Linked DNA regions of Mus musculus: region 1 is linked to region 2. Evidence: chromatin contacts called from public Hi-C data. All regions are on one chromosome and are shown on one strand. Each heading gives the region's core, a stretch centred on a gene start, on an enhancer-like site or on the middle of the called end of the contact. The rest is flanking DNA. Distances are from core to core; before and after follow the strand shown.

What was found. Hi-C and Micro-C count contacts between places; a contact is called where the count stands out from the background.
Region 1: a Hi-C map of bone marrow-derived macrophages shows a contact between it and region 2, with 37 read pairs. The contact joins two enhancer-like sites. A contact is called at or near these places in 1 of 15 datasets of contacts at CTCF or cohesin (large pre-B cells), 5 of 484 Hi-C or Micro-C datasets (CD4 T cells, ECoMG myeloid progenitors, T follicular helper cells and 2 more), 2 of 115 datasets of contacts at active chromatin or transcription factors (embryonic stem cells and memory CD8 T cells) and 4 of 9 other capture datasets (adipose tissue, embryonic stem cells, liver and 1 more).

What each region holds. Positions count from the first base shown.
Region 1 is chr11:100,891,291-100,895,887 of GRCm38.p6, forward strand. It overlaps Stat3 (signal transducer and activator of transcription 3), which reads right to left. Exons shown (of 24, transcript NM_213659.3): 16 at 3,774-3,872; 17 at 3,411-3,546; 18 at 2,874-2,926; 19 at 2,601-2,695; 20 at 2,375-2,514; 21 at 1,784-1,996. Among named protein-coding and RNA genes, the nearest start is that of Stat5a, 34 kb to the left of the region's middle. Within about 2 kb of position 2,326, at least 46 of the 459 cell types and tissues checked have an H3K27ac peak or open chromatin away from gene starts, as enhancers often do. A contact at or near this core is called in bone marrow-derived macrophages, where this site is marked.
Region 2 is chr11:100,804,226-100,808,416 of GRCm38.p6, forward strand. Stat5b (signal transducer and activator of transcription 5B) reads right to left here. Exons shown (of 19, transcript NM_001113563.2): 2 at 4,171-4,191; 3 at 645-801. Among named protein-coding and RNA genes, the nearest start is that of Ghdc, 35 kb to the left of the region's middle. Within about 2 kb of position 1,361, at least 64 of the 459 cell types and tissues checked have an H3K27ac peak or open chromatin away from gene starts, as enhancers often do. A contact at or near this core is called in bone marrow-derived macrophages, where this site is marked.

The DNA.
Region 1 (4,597 bases), core at 1,076-3,575, 88 kb after region 2:
ACATCCTGTTGCTGCCTGGTGAACTTGCTCAAAATCCCTCCAGAGGAGCACAGGGTATATTACAGCCTCCTGACAGACAAGGAAGACCCAGGACGAGGCTCCGGGGAGGTCTCTACTGCAATACTCCTGTAGCAGGGGCAGAGGACAGGGACATACAGGCTCACCTCCCTAAGGGGATCATCTGAACCCCCTACCCTTCCATCATCGGGCTCCGGAGCCCCCAGTGCACTCTCCCTAGGCTCACAGGCAAGCCCATCAGGCAGTGGGCTCCTTTCTCATGCCCAGGCCTTGCCCCTGAGGAATGTCTCTGGGCAGCCTACACAGGAATGGTGATGGAGGTGGATGCCTGACCAGGGGCCTGGATCTTGAAAGCAAAATTAGTCAAAAGGATCAGTGCTCGGACTTCAAAGTCCTCTGTGAAAAGAACAAAGACCAGTGTGAGAGGGACTGATAAACAGATCTTCCAACTGAAGGCAAGGTGGAAGCAGAGATAAGGGACAGACAGGAAGTGAGAGCTGAACTCCTCCACAGAATGAAGAGAACTCAACAGCAGAACAAAGGGAAAGGAAAGTAACCGTCAACAAGCGACTCCTCCAAGAATGGTGGGCAGAGCCGGGGAAGCTGTGTGCAGGTGCTATGTGAACAGAAGCGGTTGGTGAAAAAACACCAGAGCAAGGAGGCCGGCTCACACAAGGCACCTCAGAGCAAGGAGGCCGGCTCACACAGGGCACCTCAGAGCAAGGAGGCCGGCTCACACAGGGCACCTCAGAGCAAGGAGGCCGGCTCACACAGGGCACCTCAGAGCAAGGAGGCCGGCTCACACAGGGCACCTCGGAGCTCAGCATGTGCAATGATCAACAACAGTCTTAGAAAACCAGACTCCTCACCAGCATAAGGACAGAGGCAAGCGTCAATGCAACAAGTTTGAAATGGCTTCAGACCAGACACCTCTGACTCTTTACACTGGGACCGCCCCAGACACTACAGACTTAACACAACATAATTTCTATTTTTCATATAATTTATACCAGCAGTTCTCAACCTTCTGAATGCTATGACCCTTTAATACAGCTCCTCATGTTGTGGTGACCCCAACCATACATTACTTTTTCTTACTACTTCATAGCTGTAATTTTGCTACAGTTATGAATCATAATGGAAATCTCTGTTTTCCTATAGTCTTAAGCGCTCCGTGAAAGGCTGAGAAATGCTGATTTACAGCCACACGCACTCCCACAGAGTAGATGCATCTTGTTTCTAAATGCCAAGTCCACATTCCCTCCAGTCATCATCTCTGGAACATCAACACCTCCAGCTTGATGTCAGCTCTGCCCCAGGCTGCCAACAGCCACTGCCCCAGAAAGCCTTTCTTCAGACTCCTGGCACTGCTCACTCAGGACAGCAAAGCATGCTGGACTCAAATCTGTCTCGGGTCTTCTGGAACCCACTGACTGGAGAAGCACCAGAGAGACCTGCCTTCATTTCTCTTTCTAGTGTTTTAAAGTGGCGGGGTGGGAGGGAGGGGGAGATGGAAAGGGAGAAGAGAGGAAGAGGGAGAGATACTATTTTCATCTTCAGACTTCCAAGCTCCCTGAGGGCTGATTCTGTCCTCCTCTTGAATCCTGAGTTAGTCACCCTGTCAAGGAACCCAATAAACCACTCTTTCCCAAAAGAAGGAATCACCAAGCCCTGCTCCCACAAGATACTCAGCCATGTCCTTGTCTCTCCAAGGATGCGTACTTTCTCACTAGGAAGGAAGGCAAAGCCATGGAAAGTCAACAACTACCTGGGTCGGCTTCGGGGTGCTCCTGGCTCTCGGGCCTACAGTACTTTCCAAATGCCTCCTCCTTGGGAATGTCGGGGTAGAGGTAGACAAGTGGAGACACCAGGATGTTGGTCGCATCCATGATCTTATAGCCCATGATGATTTCAGCAAATGACATGTTGTTCAGCTGCTGCTTGGTGTATGGCTCTACAGACTGGATCTGGGTCTTGCCTGTCACGGACCATGGAAGGAGAGATTATGCCAGTGGAGTGAGTGCTGGAGACTCTGAATGCCCTGCCCAGTGACTTGGAACTGAGGCAATATCCAGGCGGGCTTGTAGAGATCCAGCTGGCTCATAGGCAAAAACACCTGCCGCAAATGTATTAACGGGGTAGGCAGGAAAGGGAGTACAGAAGTAAGATTTCAATCACACTTTTCTACACAAATGTTAGCCAAATGAGTGAACAGGACAAACTGGCAGGCCACCTCTTCAGGAGGCACAGGCCCTCTCTGCCCTTCAGGGGGCAGTAGTACCCAGAACATGAAGTAGCCGGGTGCTGCCAGTGGCCAGCAGGTGGAGCAAGTGATACAGGAGGCAAGCGTTCTTACCACTGATGTCCTTTTCCACCCAAGTGAAAGTGACCCCTCCTTCTTTGCTGCTCTCGCTGAAGCGCAGTAGGAAGGTGCCCGGGGGCTTTGTGCTTAGGATGGCCCGCTCCCGCTCCTTGCTGATGAAACCCATGATGTACCTGCAGCCAAGGACAACCAGTCACGGGCTTGCTGGGAGTAGGTGACTCGTTACACAGGGCAGCCTTACTGCAGAGTTTAACCTTACCCTTCATTCCAAAGGGCCAAGATATACTTTTTCACAAGGTCGATGATATTGTCTAGCCAGACCCAGAAGGAGAAGCCCTTGCCAGCCATGTTTTCCTGGAGAAAAGAATGGGAAAGCAAGTCCACCACCACTCACCCCAGCTCTTTCCTGCCAGAGCCTTCTTACACCCTCAGGTTCCTCTATCCTCAGGCAGCTCCTGACAGCTGCTGGAGAAAGGGGTCCTGGGCACCCCACACCTACCTCCTAACTGAGGGAATCAACAGGATCACTTACTTTGCAGAATTTAGCCCATGTGATCTGACACCCTGAGTAGTTCACACCAGGCCCTGGAAGAGAAAACAACAACCGGATTTCAGCCTTGGCCAAAGCTATTTCTTAAGCAGAATTTACAAAAAGGCCATGCATTTGTACATGTACTTACAGGGTGTGTGCCACACATGCCCACACACACCCAAGCCCAACAGCTGTCCCTAGATTAGGCCAGCACAGATGTCCTGTTGGACCCCTGCTTGTCCTTGCCTTGTGTGGTCTGAGAACTGGCAACACACAGTGACAAAGCTGGCAGCTGGGGTCAGGAGCCTTTTTTTTTTTTTTTTTGTAGGAGCACAGGTCAAAGTTACTTTCAGTCCAGATATTTTTTTAAAGGGGAGAAAAAATTTAAAACTATTGTCTTTGGCTTTTTAAAGAAAGAAACATGCTCTTCAAACACACTTAGCAACCTGGTCCTGGCATGGTGCCTTGCCCTAGGCTGACATGGGGACCCCGACTGAATGACCACCCCCCAGGCCAGACATGTCTGAAGCTGTCAACCTAGGAGCTTCTCAGCCAGCGTTGTCAGCTGCTCGATGCTCAGCCCCCGCTTGGTGGTGGACGAGAACTGCCAGCTGAGCACCTCGGCCACTTGGTCCCAGGTTCCAATTGGCGGCTTAGTGAAGAAGTTCACGTTCTATTGAAAAGAACACATTTGTTCACTTGGATGAGAGAGTGACACTGACAGCCTGCACCCACTTGGATGAGAGAGTGACACTGACAGCCTGCACCCACTTGGATGAGAGAGTGACACTGACAGCCTGCACCCACTTGGATGAGAGAGTGACACTGACAGCCTGCACCGGGGGTGGAGAAGCAGCAAGGTTCAGGGATTTCAGAGAGGGTTGGGGGTGGGAAACTCACCTTGGGGTTATTGGTCAGCATGTTATACCACAGGATTGATGCCCAAGCATTTGGCATCTGACAGATGTTGGAGATCACCACAACTGGCAAGGAGTGGGTCTGTAGAGTATGGGGACAGGCGGTGAATGACTTAGTGGGACAGCTGGGCTCTCACAGCTCCCAACCCTTGTCACCCGCATCTCAATAAGTTAGAATTAAAAATCACACCATGGCCACCCCTCACGGCAAGTGCAGGCTGGAGCAAGAACACCAAGAGGAGAAAGACCAGCCTGCATCAGGACCAGCCTGCATCAGGACCAGCCTGCATCAGGACCAGCCTGCATCAGCACTGATGTCTGAACATCATCAGTGACTTGTTCAAAGTCAGGCCCTAAAAACTAACACTAGGGCTGGAGAGATGGCTCAGCAGTTATGAGCACTGACTGCTCTTCCGAAGGTCCCGAGTTCAAATCCCAGCAACCACACGGTGGCTCACAACCATCCATAAAAAAGATATGACTCCCTCTTCTGGAGTGTCTGAAGACAGCCACAGTGCACTCATAATAAATAAATAAACAAACAAACCTTTAAAAACAAACAAACAAACAACTAACACTAACCCAAACACTAAGGCTAACCCAGGCCCTCAGCCCGACTCTCCAGAGACAGACCTGGAAGGCAACCTCCAAACAACCTGCATCTTTCCATGAAGCTGAGGTGTTAGAAATCAAACCTAAGGATGTCTGCTTTTCCAGGTCTAAACTTAATAAGATCAAGAAAGATGGAAAACAGGGGCTGGAGAGATGGCCTATCAGTTAAGAGCACTGACTATTCTTCCTGAGGTC
Region 2 (4,191 bases), core at 111-2,610:
ACGCTGGCTGGTTTTCTATCAACCTGACACAAATTAGAGTCATCAGAAGAGGGCGCCTCAGTGGAGAAAAATGCCTTCTTATGATAGGTTTGGGTTGTAGGAAAGCCTATAGGGCATTTTGTTAATTAGTGATTGATGTGGGAGGGCCCAGCCCATTGTGTGTGGGGCCGCCCCTGGGCTGGTGGTTCTGGGAGCTATGAGAAAGCAGGCTGAGCAAGCAATGGGGAGCAAGCCAGTAAGCAGCATTCCTCTATGGCCTCTGTATCAGCTTCTGCCACCAACTTCCTGCTTTGTTTGGGTTCCTGTCCCGACTTCCACCAATGACGAACTGTGATGTGGAAGTGTAAGCCAGATAAACGGTGTTCTCCTCAATTCACTTTTGGTCATAGTGTTTCATCACAGCAATAATAACCCTAAGACAAGCAGGAAGCGCTCTTAACCACAGAACCAACTCTCCAGCCCCACGGTGAGACTCTTGTCTCAAAGAAGGTAACAGCCGCAACCACAAAGCCAATCAAAACCATGTGCGTGAAACACACATTTCTACGATGCCGGGTTAAAGATCAGAACACGTGTCTACAGAAAATTAAATGAAGAAGTCCTCAAGAGGGCAGGGCCTAAGTGTGGCCAGTGTTTGTACCCACCTGGAGCTGTGTGGCATAGTGCCCCAGCTTGATCTTCAGCAAAAACCCATCTTCCCCCACCTGGTGCTCCGCCTTCTTCTGCAGCTCCTGCACCAGGCCCTCCAGGAGCTGGGTGGCCTTAATGTTCTCCTGTGGATTATCAAGATCTATTGAGTCCCTAGGGGAAAAAAATTACACAATCTGTATACATACATGCATAGGAGCCTGTACACATGCAGCCTTTACATACTACATTTGTTTTGTGGGTGCTGGGATTATAGGTGTGAGCCATCATGGGAGTCTGGAACGTGATTTCTTCTATAATTCACGGGTTAAGAAACACCCCGACATAAGTTGGCTAAATGTCTACAATGCCTGACTCTACAATTCTTTTAGCTGAGCTTTACACTTCTTTCTCTAAATACTCCTTCCTCCCTTCCCTTTACTGACTGACTCTGATATTAACCCACCCCCTCCTAGGAATAAAGGGAATAAGGGGTCTTCTAACTTCCAGTTTATACTCGTATCTCCAGGGTATGTGGGACAGGGTATATAGTTCTGCATGTTCTTTCCAACCTTGACTGGCTCCAGGCCCCCAGTCACTGCCCTTCCTAAGGGACCCTGGAAGGGAGGCATCAGGACAGAAGATGCCTACAAGTATTCACACCCAGGAGAATAGTCTGTCATCACTGCAGATATGGGACCTGGAAATAACACTGACTCCTCCAGTGAAGGCGAGAAGCCAGTCCCCAGACCTCGTGTCATCCTGAGCTGTTCAGCTGGTGACAGGGGTTGGGTCCACTTCCTCCTTATCTTCTTTCTTTTTGTCCTTAAAAGATTTTTGTCTACTAAGTTAGGCAACAATTGCTGCTGGGTAATACTTAAGTGACTTAGCACGCTGACAAACCAAACAGCTGTCAGGCTGAAATAATATCTAATTACTGCTGACCAGGTCCACAGCCAGGGAAGAGAGCCAGCGGCAGCTAAAAGACAGCCACCCACAAATCCCTGAAGTTAGCAAGTGGCTGGTGGCAAACAGCTAGGCAGACGCGCACCAAAGCCCTGAGACGACCTTACCAGAGACCACCCAACCTGTGTCTGGAAAGGGTAGGGACAAAGCCAATTTTTAGAAGTGTATTCTCTATGGGTTGAAGAAAATATGTATGAAGTGGAAGGCTAGACGGGCTGCAGGCACAGCCTTGCTCCTCTGTTCTGACTGGGAGCCCACTGTTGAAAGGATCTAGTCTTTTTTTGTTTGTTTGTTTTTTCAAGACAGGGTTTCTCTGTATAACCCTGGCTGTCCTGGAACTCACTTTGTAGACCAGGCTGGCCTTGAACTCAGAAATCCACCTGCCTCTGCCTCCCAAGTGCTGGGATTAAAGGCGTGCGCCACCACTGCCCGGCTGAGAGGATCCAGTCTTTGAACAGAACACAGGAGTCTGGTTCTCAATTTGGACTCAACCATAGCCTACAATCAGAGACTTCATGACAGCTTCAATACGAAGAGCTGGAAACTCTTCGGTGATATCTCTATTTCTCTATGGGGAAAAAACAAAACCCTACCTAAAACCCACGTTTTCCTTAATATCAACCCCAATTTCCCAAAGCTTATTCAATAAGTAGACTACTCAGGAGATCTGCTGGCTGAAAGCCCATTTGCCTAGGACTGTCTCGAGTTCCTAGGCTTAAGTAATTCCCCTGCCTCAGCTTCCTGAGTAGCTGGAATTACAGGAATGCGCTGTTGTACTCGAATAAACGAAAGTTGGCTTTTGTTCTCTCTTTTGTGGTATGGAGCCAGTCTGCTTAGCTGGACGAATGCTCTACCGCTGATCTAGCCTCTAAGTGAGATTTTTAATCAGCAGAAACTTCCTATTAATGTTTTCCGAAATCTCCCAAATCATTAAAACAGAAAGAAAAGGAAAAGGACTGGACTAATTGAGGTGTGTTTGATGTTCTCATATTTAGTCAGTTTTTCCCCCTCTTAATTATATGAAGCTGGGATTTTTTTTTTAATTGCCTTCCTTCGGCAGGCTTGTTTCTGAACGGAGCCTTGCTAACAAGCTGTAGCAATTACTGTAAGGCAACATCTCCAGTGGGTAGGGACAGCCTTCTCCCAGCAGCAACAAGGCTGGCTCTCCAAAGAGGAGCTCACCACCCTGGTCAAAGCCTGGCTAGTCTGATGAACTTGTGATGAACTTGGACACTCACGGACAGACTGAGGCCAACGACGGGCAAGCTCCCTGCCCTGCACGCTGCTGGGCACCGCTGATGGCTGGTGAGGATGCGGCAGGGCTGAGGAGGCAGCCGCTCAGTGGTACAGCTGTCTCGTGTGTTGTAAGCTTTGTCCTAGCACTGCACGGTAAGATGCATTGCTACTGAACTGTGTTATACCGATCTAACAATTTTAAAGCTCAAGTATATAATTCATAATAGAGATAAAAATGTTGGCTAAGTCAACACTGAAATGTAACCATTATTAGTTTTTAAAAAGAAAAAAAAAAAAAACCATTTAGTGAGTTCCGGGACAGCCAGAGCTATATAGTATGAGACCCTATCTCAGAAAAACAAAAAACCAGAGAGCTATGAATGTTTTGATTATTAAATCAATATGTTAAATATCTGATTTATAAGATATAAATTTCAGCACATGGGAGACAAAGGCTGATCTTGAGTCCAAGACTAGTCTGGTCTATATAGTGAATGCAGGCCACTCATAACTACACGGTGAAACTTTACCTTGGGGGGAAAAAAAAAAGCCAGGCATGGTTCTTTCTTGCCTTTAATCTCAGCACTTTTGAGTTCCAGGACAGCCAGGGCCTGTCTCAAAAAGTGAGAGACCTTGTCTCAAAAACAAACAAACAAACAAACAAACCAAAACAAGGCAAGCTCAGAGGCTGGAGAGAGGCCTGTGTGGTTAAGAGAGCTTCCTGCTCTTCCCGAGGACCTGAGTTCAGATCCCAGCGGCCACACCAGGTGGTTCGCAACCACTTGAAACGCCAGCTCCAGCTGTTTTCTGGCCTCTGCAGATAGGTGCCCTCATGTGTACGCATCCATACACAGACGTGCACATATATACATAATTTAAAAAACAACAAAAATTAAAACTCCAAGAATTATTTCGTCTCCCTGCATCTAAAAGAAGGCTGAATACCTTTTTATGAATTACATGAAGATTTTCAAACAGCTTTTCTTGGAGACAGGTCCTGAGGGCTGAGTCTAGAGCCTCATGCCTGTACTTTACCACTGAGCTACACACCCAGCCCGACACACAGAGCTCCTCCTCCTCCTCTTCCTCCTCCTCCTCCTCCTCCTCCTCCTCCTCCTCCTCTTCTTCTTCTTCCAAGATAGGGACAGGGCCTCACTCTGCAATTCAGGCTGGCCTCAAACTTGCAACCCTTCTGCCTCAGCTAGGATCATGACGGTTACAGGTGGGGACCACTAAGCCTAGGTTACTCACAACTTTTAAAGTCTCAGTTAGAACATTTTTCTCATCAAAGTTCAATATCCTCGTACTTCCCAAAAGATGATCTAGAAGCTGTTCACCTACCAGGCTTGGCTTTCGATCCAC